2 separate regions of the Xenopus laevis genome follow, and region 2 is linked to region 1. Evidence: chromatin contacts called from public Hi-C data. All regions are on one chromosome and are shown on one strand. The core of a region is the stretch at or near the end of the contact, and the rest is flanking DNA. Distances in the headings are between cores, read along the strand shown. Region 1 holds the start of lix1.S (protein limb expression 1). Region 2 overlaps lnpep.S (leucyl/cystinyl aminopeptidase S homeolog).

The links. Hi-C and Micro-C count contacts between places; a contact is called where the count stands out from the background.
Region 2: a contact with region 1 is called in a Hi-C map of the XTC cell line, with 4 times the contacts expected there. The contact joins the enhancer-like site here to the promoter of lix1.S in region 1. A contact is called at or near these places in 2 of 4 Hi-C or Micro-C datasets (the XL177 cell line and the XTC cell line).

Annotation. Positions count from the first base shown.
Region 1 is chr1S:164,727,713-164,730,412 of Xenopus_laevis_v10.1, reverse strand. It overlaps lix1.S (protein limb expression 1), which reads right to left and starts at 1,275. Exons shown (of 6, transcript XM_018244345.2): 1 at 859-1,275. The coding sequence starts at 940.
Region 2 is chr1S:164,890,172-164,892,871 of Xenopus_laevis_v10.1, reverse strand. lnpep.S (leucyl/cystinyl aminopeptidase S homeolog) reads left to right here. Exons shown (of 18, transcript NM_001086558.1): 11 at 49-143; 12 at 1,170-1,353. Among protein-coding and RNA genes, the nearest start is that of lnpep.S, 42 kb to the left of the region's middle. Within about 2 kb of position 1,276, at least 1 of the 7 cell types and tissues checked has an H3K27ac peak or open chromatin away from gene starts, as enhancers often do.

The DNA of each region.
Region 1 (2,700 bases), core at 26-2,525:
AACTATAAGAAGAAAATTCCATTAACACTATAAATACTGTAACTCAGTGAGCGTATCATTCATCCCTGTAACCCAACAGCATCAGTGGGCAAATGGGACGCTTGCAATTTAGAGGTACGTCCAGCTATTGCCAGTGCAACATGATCAATATAGTATATAGAGAGCACATCTGCTAGTTTACATACTGCAAAGTAATAAAGGATGAAACAGAAACACATTTAAACACATTCTTTATAGCCATTCAAAGGAAAGTGATATTCAGGACACAACACAAGTATTGTATGAAAGCAAATTTTTATTATATATGACTAATAATTGTGTTGTTTAACAAGCCACCCTGCAAATCTATAAACAAAGCCAGAAACTTAACCTACAGCTTGTAGGATGGCAATAAAAATAAAGCAGCAGCAGCGAGCAAAGTGGCGGCAGGGCATTTAGTGCAAATAGTCACCATTCTTTATAGATCACATCATATCATTTAGTCCTGTAATATTAATGTGCCACAACTGAACACATCTTCCAGCAGTGAGGTGGTGCTCGATAGGGGTGAGACACGCTGTACTATCAACTTTAGGAATGTTCTTATGTCAATGTGCCCTCTGTTCTCCTTCTGACACATACTGATTTTTCTGCAGAAACACAAACACGCCTCAGAGAAAACGACATCTCATTTCTGTGACTTTCAGCACCGTTCCCATTTACAGCTGCTTCCAAAAGTAACTCCTGAGCAAACTCATCCCTCCAGCCTGATTACTCATAACATGCCGAAATGAATATGAGAAAAGCCTAAAAGCACTGCACACAGCTGCTGTACCAGATTCCTCATGCATTCTAACAAGTCAGTTCTGTAATACTTACAATCCTTGAATATTATGTTTGGGTCACTCTGGGGCAGCACCTGAGTCACTAGAAGCTGCAAAGAGTCCAATGTCCTGTCCATTTTTGTTGTGAGTCCTTCAAGCTGCCTGCTGCACACACTGTCCTCATGCCTGACTTACTCCACTTCTCTCCCGAATTGGTACAGCTCATTGATGCAGTGGATTGCTAAGCAATCTCTTTTAAAATCTGCCAATCAGACATAGGACAGAATGTAAAGACCCTTAGGGGGTCCTCCTCCCTGGCTTGCTTATCTTTGTTGTAGGCTGAGCTAATTAGCTGTAAGACTGGCTGACGGATTCATTCCCAGCCCTTCCTTCTGTTCAACACACCCACCTACAGGCCAGTTAGAGTAGCTTGTCATGTGAAAAGCATTCCTCTATTCATGTGCACTCTCCACAAGCCTTTCACTTTGCTTTTTCAATAAGTAAAAGGGATCATGGAGATGTTTTCTTTAGAGAGGAAACACTGAAAATGTTGCAGTGAAGCTGTTCAATTCACAAGTGCAGTTTGGTGCAGAATGAAAGCTGCTGAAAGGAGGGATTTTGTGTAAAAAATAAGAACGTACCAGTGCATTATACTCATTTAGATATAGAAGAATTGTGCTTTAAAAAGTAGTGTTTCAGGCTGATTTATTGAGAATTTCTTCAAAAACACTTATAATCTGTCCCTTACCTTCCACTTCCTGCTCCCTGAATTCCCAGGCTGTGCAGGAAAGCCAGCGGCTCTCAGCTCACTACACTGTAGGGCAGGAACCAATCGGCAGCTAGCAGGACCTGATAGGGAACTGAAGCCTGTCTTCGCTTGTGTGACTGCAGGGCTGTGATTGGCTGTCCCCCTCCTAATGTACTTCTGGCATGGACCATTAGAACACGCCCACCCCTCATTTGAAACACAGACAGGGACCAGAGAACATCTATAGGGAGCTCCAATTAAGGGGATATTTTTAATATAAATTTTTAGCACCATGTAAAAGCAACATCATATCTTACTCGATCCGACACTGCCATTACTTACCTTGTTTCCGTCGCATCCGACGTGACGCCTGTGATTTTGCGCAGCGCGTCGGAATCGGCCGTGTGGTCCTGCCCTTAAGGAAACAAAGTGTCACTGTTACATACTTGTATAATAAGTAATGTGACATCTCAAACAAGTTAAACTTTTTGTTTAAGTTCTACATGAGTAATTTCTAAGGCCCTTGCTGCCTCCATGCTTATTTGTTCATGCTTTGAACAACATACATTATTTGCAGTGATTCAGGTTAATAACAGGAAAATGCCTGCTTTTGCCATTTCCCACAATTTAGCCCCAATGTTAGCAAAGGGTAAGGCATATTCAGGGAGACTTGTCGTCTGCAGTAGTGAAAGCTTTAGTGCGGTCGACAAATCTTCATTTGTGTCATTGCCCTATTTATTTCTAAGATTTGACCTCTGGTACAGTGGCTACTCTGCCGCCTAAACCAAGATTCTCATCTAACTTTATGGCAGGAGCAGTACTGCCACTCAACTTGACTTAGTTGATCCAGAGGAAGGCAATAAACTCAATCAGAATCTGTCCAGAGTCTCAGACAGGGAATAAAATTATTTTTTCGAAACATTAGAAAAGTCACTGGATCAATTGAAATAACTAAGATTATAAATATCAGTTGCTGTGTATTTTTCAGTTACTATAACTGTATCCCAAGAGTTAATGTAGGGGGCCCCTTATTAATGTCTAAGGTGAGATAACTGGGGGGGTATGTGTAATTGACTTCTATAGGAAACACTAAACAGCAGGTAGAGATTTGTTGTGTTTAAGAAAGATCCTTTAAGACAGTCATACATG
Region 2 (2,700 bases), core at 27-2,526, 160 kb before region 1:
ATACACATTCTATATGTTTATTGTGATTCTCTTCTTTTTTTAATTTAGTACTGTATGGCATATTCCACTGACTTATGTAACCAAAAAGTGTAATGGTGTGGATCCTGACTGTGACAAAGTCTATCTACTGAAAGCGCCTACAGGTAAGTAATAATACTTGTTTGCATACATATCCCTGCAAGACTGTACTGATGCTGTTGTACGACATAGCCATTTTCCAACGTGGTGGTTGCACAGTATGGCTTTTTCATATACAGAGGAGATCCCAAGCATAAAGACTAAATGGGACAAGAATGACTTAAAAACAATGTTAATGTCCTGAAATGGGCAAGTCAAAGTCCACTGGTGTCTTTGAAGGCAGGCAAGCTTGCATCGGCTTTTCTCAACACAGGTATAGCCTCAGACAGTAATGTTCCATGAATGAGGACTAAAGGATGCACTTTTGCGCTTCTGTCTGGAGGCAGAGTAAATGCCCCCTCAGATCTCAGTCCAACAGAGTAATTGTGGCTGATTGAAAAAGTCTGTTTTCACAATCTAGGCAAGCTGGCAGTGATTAATCGGTTTTTGCAAATTAGAATGGGGGAAAATGTTAGTGATTAGCAGGAATACCCAAATGTTTTTACCCGTGAGACACATTCAGAGGTAAACAAAAAGTTGGAGAGCAACATAAGCCTCCAAGATGTTCCCGGAGGGTTCCAAATATGACCTGTGATTAACTATTTTGGGTGCCCCTATGTGCAATGGCAGCCTATGGGAGGTTCTGTTTGTTGGTACACATGTTTTTTATGCAACCAAAATTTGCCTTCAAGCCAAAAATTTTAAAATAAGCACCTGTTTGAGTCCACTGAGAGCAGCTTCCAATGGGTTAGTGAGCAATGTGTTGCACAGGAGCCACTGGTTGGGGATCACAGGATTATAGCTACCCCCTGTCCACTCAGACTCAAGGCTGAAATTGCTGCCAAAGGTGAATGTACGATACTAACTTGAAGGAGGTGTATATTTATGCAATTAGTTAGAGTTTTTTTCTGTGTAATAAATTGAAATTGCTGTTTCTGTTGATCAGTGTAAAAAATCCAAAACTAAATTATTATTAACATGTATTTTTAGAGCGCCAACATATTTTGCAGCGCTGAGTGAAGTAAATTGTCTTTTCCTGTTTTTCCTTTCAGGCACAATAAATGTGTCAAGTGAGTTTCCATGGGTGAAGTTCAATGTCAACATGACTGGTTACTATATAGTTGACTATGGTGCTGACGGCTGGGATGCCCTTATTGAGCAACTTCACAGGGATCACACAGTTCTGCATTCCAGTGACCGAGCCAATCTCATCCATGACATATTCATGCTTGCAGGGTAAAGGGCTCTGTGTTGTTCTTATTATGTTTTTTGTCCCATGCTTTGTATTGTGTCTTTCAGGTTGCATAGCCTTCATCAAATTTCTTCCTTTTATTTTCAGTATAAGATAAGAAATGAATTATTTTTTGTCTATTAATGTAATTTTTTAATGCAACAAATTCTCTTTCTGTCCGTCTGCATTTACCAGCAAATATTTTGCCTTGCTTTTTAAAATGTTATTTTGTGTAGTTTATGCTGGACATGAAATATTAATTCATCTTAAACTTGCTCTGAATGTCTCAACAAAGTGCTGATATATTGGTGTTTTAAGTGAACAACCCTCGGCAAATCTCTAGTTACCTTTGGATAAATGCAGTAAACTAAGAATTCCCAAACCTTTCTCTTACACACTTACGAGAAAAGGCACTGTGCTGTGGCCATGCTTGGAGCACTGGAGAGGGATGCACTACAGCAGCCAACCTTACATTTTTATCAGTGCATTTTAATGAAAGTAAAGGTTCAAAGAAGGGAGCTTTATATGACAATAGCAAAAAGCTTTTCTTGCACCAACACACATTTATTTTGTACTGCTGCCTGGGCAGAAAGGAACAGAAGGGTCAATGTAATTTAATTTATTTATAAGTAAGTTGGCGGTATGGGGCTGTTTAGATGTTGCTAAACTGCAATATATATATATATATATATATATACATACATATATATATATATATATATATATATATATATATATATATATATATATATATATATATAGAGCAACAAAAACCGCACACAAAGGACTTGTATAAGTGAAAAAAGATAACCAATTTATTGCAACGTTTCGGCCGAAACGTTGCAATAAATTGGTTATCTTTTTTCACTTATACAAGTCCTTTGTGTGCGGTTTTTGTTGCTCTATAAATTTTTCAAGTTAACCTGCACCTAGGCAATTACCTTAATGATTTGAGTGCTCCAGCTACATGCATAATTATATATATATATATATATATACATCTCAGAATGAGTGGAAAACTTAGAGAGGGTGCTGGGAGTTGGGAACAATATATGGAGGGTCACTGATTGCCTCCAAAACACTTGAGACACCTTGATGAAGTCTTAAATCTTGTGATGAAATAGAGCCCCTTTCTATATACCTTTTGACTTTTTCCTTCATCTCATATTTCTTATCTTCATACTTATAGGAACAGTAACACCAAAAAATGAAAGTGTTTTAATGTAATGAAAATATCATGTAGTGTTGCCCTGCACTGGTAAAACGGATTTGTTTGCTTCAGAAACAATACTATAGTTCAGATAAACAAGCTTCTGAGTAGCAAAGGCAGAAATTGAAAAAAGGCTATAAGG